Regions from separate parts of the Mus musculus genome. Here region 2 is linked to region 1. A link is a contact called in public HiChIP or PLAC-seq data. All regions are on one chromosome and are shown on one strand. Each heading gives the region's core, a stretch centred on a gene start, on an enhancer-like site or on the middle of the called end of the contact. The rest is flanking DNA. Distances are from core to core; before and after follow the strand shown.

Region 1 (4,245 bases), core at 1,527-4,026:
TAAGTGGCTGCTTGCCACTTTGGTTGTGTGCATTGAAGTGAACAGTCTGTCAAGAGGAGTTGGCGATGGTAGGCGCAGTTCACAGTTTTGATAGGCAAGTCTTTTACTAGAAATCCTCTTTGGTAGAATGAAGTCACTTACATTGACCAGAGCAGATGGAACCCTCATTGTTTGTATCATTTGGTGACAAACAATTTTCTCAACCAGGTAGGTGCCTTTCCTCCTCTTCTGAGACAGACTGAGTTACATCATTAACAATATTGACATTTAATTAATTTAATTAACATTAACATGAGTTACAATATTAACATTTCCTGGTACATTTGCTGGGGGTTTGTGCGCAGTGAATGACGAGGCTGTGCAGGGGCTCTGGGCTGTCGTCCTATGTTTTCAGCTCACTGACATTCTGACATCACATTTTGAAAGAAGACCCATGGCCCACTTCTGGGTCTAGATTGTTCTAGACTGGATGTTAGATATGACTTAGAGGAAAATTACCATGATGTGAGTCTCCAGGGTTCTGGCATGGAGTTTCCCCTTTCCTGGGAAGGGAGTGGAGCTTGTTTAGTATTGTGTCTGTGTGAGCCGTGCATTGCAGGCACATGTGAGCATGTGTGTTTGCCTTCCTTTGTGTGGCTCATGGAAGGCTCCAACCTGTGGACGCTGTGTGGGAACTGCGCATGCTTGTTCACTTCAGCAGCATTCAGTGCGTGCGAGGAAAGGTCTCGTCTGCTGACTGCACTGGCAGGAGCCAGAATGGCCTGTGTTACTCATCTGCATCACTGATCCTTCAGACATCCCTGTTGCCCTTGTAACTTAATGTTCCGGCCAGGCCAGTTTCTAATTTTTCAGCAAGGACAATAAATTGCTAATGATCGTTGGTCTCTCCCTATTCTTAGACTATTGCCTAACACAAAGAGACAGGCTCATTCAATTTGGAAATGTTAATAGGATGCCAAAACCATGTTCTGAGCAAATAAAGGAAGGGCTTTCTCAAATGACCGAATCATTCTTTCCACAATCAAATCCCAACTGTCCCTGTTTGTGCGGCTGAATTAAAAGATGATCTAGACTTTAAATGTATTTATTAACCTAATCATATAGTATCTGAATAAGAAGGAAAGGGATGCCTCTCCCTCAGTGAACTTCCACGATAAAGCTAAGTTTTAGAAAATGAGTTCTAACACTTGCACTCCGTTATTTGCAGAGTACAGTTTTCTGAGACTCGACACTTCCCGTGTGTGCCCATTCAGGTCATTGTTCACTTCACTGGCATGGATTTTAGTATTTACAATATTAACATTTCCTGGTGCTTCTGTCTGTTACCTTCCCTCCTCCCATTTGTGTGGTATGTCACTCCCGACTGGGATCCTCCCATGGAAAGTGAGGGAAAGCTGAATTGACATCAGCTGGTTTTGAAACCTGTGAGCAATTAACCTCCGTGCCAAAAGGAATACTTAACATAATTGTCCGAAAGTTGGGGTGCCAAGCTGTGGCATTTATATTGTTAAACAACATTCCCTCTGGTCTCTGATGCTGATGATCCCTTGTTGTTTTGATTCCCTTGTATGGGGACCTATGGGGTTAAGATCTTCTAGAATACTCAAGAAGGAAATTGCTCTCCTTTCCTGAGAAATTTCCTTTATCTCTGTAAAGACCTTATTTGTACAGCCATTTACTGTTTTGATAATAAGAAATAATTAACTAGTGATTCATCGTATTCTTTGATTTTGTTGGAAGTGTTGCTTGCAATGCTTTAATAACTTTTAGATTGTAATTAACTTAATGTGTATGAGTGTTATACCTGCATGTGTATTTCTGCAGCAGGTGCTGTCTGGTGCTTGAGGAGGCCAGAAGAAGGTGATGGGGCCCTTGGAATTGGGCTACAGACAGCTATGGACTTCCATGTGGGTGCTGGGTATCAAACCTAGCTCTTCTGCAAGAGCAGCCAGTGCTCTTAACCACCGAGCTGAGTCTCCAGCCCCTCCATTTGTAACATTAACAGAGATTTGGCAACGGTACAGACACTTAGTAGATTAATTATCTCTTCTATACAGTGGGTCCCTATTCCTACTCACATGCATATGTCTGTCTGTCTGTCTGTCTGCCTGCCTTTGTATCTGCCTGCCTGCTTGCCTGCCTGTATCTGACTCTGTCTTTCTCTCTTTGGGAAAATATACATTGTGTTCAGATCTCTGTCCTCTAGATGGGATTTTTCTATGGGATTTGGTTTATTTTCTAATGTCTCAGGCCAGTACCCATTGGTTATGCTTGCTATTTGCTCTCTCCGAGTTCTCTTATCTGTAGCATGCATGACTCCTTCTGAACTGTAGTTGAATTATTTGTGACTATGTTTCTCCATAGATTATTTGATACGGGCATTAGTCATAGAAACTTTAAAGAACTCACTCCATTTGATTTAGTATTATAAGTTACAGAAAATAATATTAAGGACATATTAGTGGTCATGGAAGGCATCAGACAAGGTTTTGGCAGGCTGAGTCATGCAACTGGGCTGTAATACAGCTTACGTGTCCTGTCAGCCATGTAAGTACTACCCGGGGTAAACGATGTAATACATTTCTATTACAGGTGACACGAAGATATGCTGGTTTTGTACATTTTGATGCTGTGCCTTGTGCTATCCATCGACTAGTTCAGCTCTGATTGTTCAGGTGTTTGATGACTCATGCATCAACGCCTCCCTGCCACACTACAGGAAGTGAAGCCCAGTGCACAGAGGCAGCTGCAGAGCCCTCTGGTGACTCATATGCTGATTGCGACTTTGTCATTTTGGTGTTGATCCTTGGTAAACTGAACTGACAAACCAGCCAGTCAGCTGCCTCCAGGGTTGAAAGAGTCTAGCAGGCACTCTCTCCAGTCTGCACCAACAGAGCAGATCTCTCACCAGAGGCCTCCTCCCCACTTATCTGCAGAAGTCTGCTTCCCTCCATGGGCAAGGAGACAAGGGACTTTGGCATGTCATATCCCCACAACCCCCAGCGGTGAAACTGCAAAGGTCTTCACAGTTCTTCCTCTCGGGTTCTTACACAATACTTCTGTCCTTGCAAATGCCTGTTCTCCCATTCACATCATCCCAGACTCACCCAAGTTCGCCCTGGGTTTCAGGTTGCTCACAGTGTCCGCTTCTTGCACTCTGTCTCCCTCCCCCTCATTTATTCTTGCTTTGTCTCATCCTCAGACTCTCACTCTCTTGCTCTGCGAGTGTGTTGAATGATAAGTATTTTACCAGAGTTTGGAGGAGATGGGCTCAGGGTGCAGAGAAATTGTCCCCAGCATGGCATGAATAAAGCCTTAAGTAGCCATGGTGCTGTTTCCCCTTGATGCTTGCCCCTGGAGAGCAGATGTCCCATGACTGCCACTGTGTCCACCTTTTCTTCATGCCTTCTTCCTTACCTGTTGGTGCCTTTCCAGGAACTTCCTTGCGGCCCTCGTCTCTAAACCCCTCTATTCTGCTTTTTCCAGTAGAAGTAAGGCCTCCCTGGGCTTCCCCAAAATGCAGACATATACATGCTCAGCCTAAAATTCAGGAACAAGCGATCAGTCCTCCTAACACCACCGTCCCTCAGAATCTGAGGAGGTACGGATGAGTGTACACAATCTGTAACCTAAGCATTTCCTTCTAAATATTTATCTGATGCATTTTTGAATATTTTGAAAGGCCTTTAGTCTCCCATTCCATTGTAAGATCAAATGTTCCTATTTTTCTCTATTCAAAGGAGTTTTCACTATTCACACATCACAGGGAAATCGATGAACTCATTCACCATTCCCACCACCCTCCCTCCACCTTCTCCCCACCTGCCTTCCAATATACATTTACATCCATTTCATGCAATTCTCTCCCTTCCTCTCCTCCCTCCTCCCCCATTTTGTCATTTCCCCCTTTAAATGGTAGAAATTGCAAGCTTTCCTTTCTTGACAGTTATGATTAAGGGACTCTGCACCTGCTCAGGTGAGTGAATGGGAGAGACGCTGAAGCACATACTTATGCTAACTAATACCTTAGTCTCCTTCCATGTCTGCAAAAAAAGGTTTGCAGCTCAGAGGGACCGCCCCTTAAGTAAGTGCATTAAGCATTTCCTGTTCAAGTTCCTCACGAAGTCAAAAGAGCTCTTTGCACCTTGACTCATGATGCATGTTAGGGCGCAGGGGCGCTTTCTGTAGAGATGAATGGGTGCTCAGCTCACGTGGAAAGCAAGAAGGAAATGAGAAACGCAGGAG
Region 2 (4,267 bases), core at 1,187-3,686, 140 kb after region 1:
GATGACCATCAGTTCTAGCCATACTGTGAACTCAGGGGGTCAACGAGAGATCATGTTTCAAAAATAAGGTGAAGAAGTAACTGAGAAAGATACCTGAGGAAGATACCTGACTGTCTCTGGCCTATACATGTTGCATACACACACACACACACACACACACACACACATGCAGTTCAGAAACCAAAGATAGTACAAACATAGGAAGATGTCTGTGTTCATATTCTGGAAAACATTATTACTGTTAAATTCCTAGAGTATCCAGAGAACTCTACAACCTAAAGTTAATCTCTATAACTCTCTCAAAACACCACTAATACTTTTCAAAGAATATAAAACATTGTCTTAAAATTCATTTGGAACTACCAAAGGTCATGAACACCCCCAAAAAAAATCATGGAGAAAAACAAACTATAGAAATCACACTTTCTAATTTCAAAATATGTTACAAAGATGTAGTATTCATCACAATATAGTAACAGAATTGAGATAGATAGATAGATAGATAGATAGATAGATAGATAGATAGATAGATAGATAGATAGATAACAGAATGACTTGAGGGCTGAAATAAATGCACTGTGGTCAGCTGGTCTTTAATAGGGTCATCATGAATTCATAATGGCAAAGGGCCAGCCTGCTTAATAAGTTAAATTTAGGGAACACATTATGTTCTCATTTGACCACCACTCCCCATCACGCCCCTTGCCTCCCATGTGCCCAGCAATAGCCTCTGCTTTAGTTTTAGTGTACATCCCTAGGGAACTTCCCTCCAAGGCTATTTCTCCTAAAAATCTATTTGTGCTGTTACTCCTCCTTTTGCTAACTGTTGTATGAAATCTCATGCTATGCCAACTATGACACAGATGACTATGTGGCTTGCTTCTAATTGTTTCTAGTCCAGTGGTGTCATACCTGCATCTCTGCATGCCCACAGGTGACCATGCCCACAGGTGGCCACCCAGGTGACCATCTCCCTGCCTAGCTAGTTCGTGAATGCTGGATCTGCTGATAATAAGATACACATCTGTATTAAAACATAATCCTATTACAGCTGCCTAGGTTCTGAGTTGTTGCATACATTTTGCAACTTGTGCCCAGACAGGGTGTGGCTCACATATGGTGGCCAGAAACCAAACTCACTGTAGTAAAAATCTCTGTGCACATAGAAAGAAGCCTGAGTGAACACATGGATGCTCCAAGGTCATAGATCCAACTTAGCTCTTACAAGCTAACACAAGATATCTTGCCAGAACTGTAAAAATCAATGCCAATAAAGAAAAATTGTGCACAACCACACACACACCCCTCTAGGGAAGTGGTCATTAATATATATTAGCAAGATAATTTTAAGGCAACAAAAGATAAAATGCAGAGACCACAGCTTTTGGGGCAAAGATCCATGATACAGGACAAATTAGAAAAGGCTGACAGAATCTGATCTTGGTGGGCACATATTGGAAACAGCATGTTGTGGCTAGCCTGGTAGGGGCTTAATGTCCCTAGCTGTAATGCCAATACCCGGAACACCAACGCCGCTCTTTATGATTCTAATGCTGGTCATGAGTTCCAAGAACAAATAGATAGGAGTGGGTATGTTCTCAATTGTTCTCTAATTTTTACCCTTCCTGGTTGCTTTGTAAACATTTAAAAAATGTATTATCCAAGAAGCTTCCGGAAGCAGCCTATCACTGGAAAGTGGTTCACCCAGCGCAGAAACAACGTGCTCCAGGCCCAGGGCAGGGGACTGCAAAGGGCTTGCAAACGACTGCAAAGGGCTTGAGCCCAATTTTTGCCAGAAAGCATGTCAGAGTGCTAGCAAGACACACCCGGATGTTTGTGAGTCCCACTTACACATTCAATCAAGGTGGCACCGTGGCCATCTTGGCCATGTTAAGTGCTCACATGGAGAGGGTTGTGGTGTGCACTGGCAGGCATTTAGCAACAACTCTGCTTTTAATCACTATATGCTAGAACACATATATATGTCACCAAGCGGTGACAATCAATAAAAAAAGTTTTCAGATGTTTCCTGGAGTCAAGATTGTCCCCAAGTGAGAATCACCAGAGACTCTTCACTTTCCTGGTCTCATTAGAAATCCCTTAAAGATTTGTTTAACGCTTTGACAATACTATTTCCACACATGCCTTGAACATTCACTTGACAGGCAAGCCTTCTACAGAGTGAGTTTCAGGACAGCCAGGACTGCACAGAGAAAAAAAACAAACAAACAACAAAACAAAACAAAACAAAACAAAACAAAAAAACCCAAAACTCTTCTTAATAACCTTGCAGCTACCATCTAGTTAGTGGTTAGGATTCAGCGCTCTCATCGCTGCAGTCGGGGTTCATTTCCTGGTCAGGGAACCATGACCACCCCAGCTAGCCACAGGAATTCAGAAGTACGGGGGGCGTGGCAGCCGCCAGCCATGGGTGGACAGAGTGCTTTCAGAGCTCTGAGTCAGAGAGTCTGCTGGGCTGAGAACAGGCTGGCCTTTCCACCGGTGCCTGGCCGGCGGTAGCGTGGAATCCATTTTTAACATTTCCCGCAACAGAGCTCCTGTCTTACCTGCTACAATCCCATAATCTAAATGGCAGCTGGGTGCCTGGGAAACAAGTCGGAGTAGTGGTATCATTATCCTCAGTTTACCCAGGAGATCCTGAACCACAGCAAGAGAACAACCTGAGCCAAGCCCCAGAGCTTGTGAAGTTCACAGTCACGCGTGTCAACCCAGGCACCATGGCACAGAGCCCCCCCCCCCCCCTCCACCCATGGTGGGACGCAGCACTCTCTGCTGTTATGGGGTTGGGGACTCTGTAGTTCTGAAAGACTGAGGTGGTATTTTCCCTTCTACATTAAAGGCTATTTAATCTTTCCATGCATTGGTTGTAAGTATCAAACATTTACCTTAAACTAGGCATATTGCCAGCTACTGGCACTGCAAAGATGAAAGCAATTTGGCTGTTTGTTCTAGTTCCCTAATAAGAAAGACAGGTAAAAATCAGAGTAATACTAGTGATAGGTTCCTAAATAAAAATAGGTTCAAAGGTTCAGGGTAGTAAGCCAGATACAAGGATGACCCATAAGACCTAACCCTACGGCTAGCCTTTAAGAATCTGTCATAGCCTGTTCCTAATCGAGGTTCTAACTGTTAAAACAGTCTACTTCTGGTGACCGATCTCTGAACTGAATCCTCTACTCCATTATATTTTCCCCTACAGTGGCAGACCTGCTTAGGATTTATCTAGAAACTAGAGTTTCTTTTCTAGTAGAAGTTATCACAGCTACAGAGTCCCCTTCAGTAAAGAGAAAAACTAGCTCTGTGGGAAATCTGTGGCTGTTTGGTCAACAGGAGAAGTGACACAGGTGAAAGGCTTCACTGGAGAGACTTCATTTAGACGTTGTCTTGCCGAGGGAATTTAGAAGCAAAGGTGCCAATAGCCAAGCCATCCTAAGTCTGATGGGTAATGGAAGGAAGCCTGTTGTCTGGGCAAAGAGAAAGCTGCCATGCTCTAGCACCACCACCACCACCATAGCACCACCACCACCCCATCACAATCACCACATCACCACCAACCACCACAACCACCACCACCACCACCACCACCACCACCACCATAGCACCACCATCACCCCATCACAATCACCACATCACCACCAACCACCACAACCACCACAACAACCACCACCATTGCAGCACCACTACAACACCACTATACCCCACACCACCAGAGGAGGGGGCTAGCAAATGGATTACTGGGGAGGTAAAGATGAAACAGGATCTACCAGGTCTGTAAGGAGACAGAAGAGATGGGAACCAGTGCTTCATCTGGGACCTTCTCTTGCCTTCCCCAAAAAGAAGGGCAATCAGCGGTCAGAGTTCTGTACTCAGGGGCCCCAGGTCACAGTCTGCAAGTCTTAGTGTCTCTAGGACACCAAGTAGAGGAGAGAAGGTTGAGACCTGAAGGGAGGTAGAGCTTAGAGGCTTCCCTGCAGTGGGAAGGTCTGGGTTCTGGAGAGGTGGAAGGCTGTGGGTGTCTCTTGGGCTGGCTAAGTTGAAGCATGGTTACAGTTAGGAGACAGTCATCAACTTGAAGGGGAAGAGGGTTAATGAGAACAAGAGGCAGGAGAAAGACTCCCAGGAAACTGAGCTTCCAAGAAAGCTTCCTAGTAGTTAGGACCCAATTTTAAGGCCCAGATCACGTTTCCTGGAAAACTTTGGAGTTTTCTGCCCGAGCTGAGCTGCTCTGCCCTGGTTAATAAGTCAG

The links. HiChIP or PLAC-seq counts read pairs in DNA pulled down with a chosen protein or histone mark.
Region 2: a contact with region 1 is called in a FOXA1 HiChIP or PLAC-seq map of pancreatic cancer cells. The contact joins two enhancer-like sites. A contact is called at or near these places in 2 of 484 Hi-C or Micro-C datasets (the N1E-115 cell line and cortical neurons) and 1 of 115 datasets of contacts at active chromatin or transcription factors (pancreatic cancer cells).

What each region holds. Positions count from the first base shown.
Region 1 is chr6:49,654,030-49,658,274 of GRCm38.p6, forward strand. The region is part of intron 2 of Gm31226 (a long non-coding RNA gene); the gene reads left to right. Among named protein-coding and RNA genes, the nearest start is that of Gm31226, 23 kb to the left of the region's middle. Within about 2 kb of position 2,777, at least 54 of the 459 cell types and tissues checked have an H3K27ac peak or open chromatin away from gene starts, as enhancers often do. A contact at or near this core is called in pancreatic cancer cells, where this site is marked.
Region 2 is chr6:49,790,300-49,794,566 of GRCm38.p6, forward strand. No RefSeq gene overlaps it. Among named protein-coding and RNA genes, the nearest start is that of Npy, 30 kb to the right of the region's middle. Within about 2 kb of position 2,437, at least 11 of the 459 cell types and tissues checked have an H3K27ac peak or open chromatin away from gene starts, as enhancers often do. A contact at or near this core is called in pancreatic cancer cells, where this site is marked.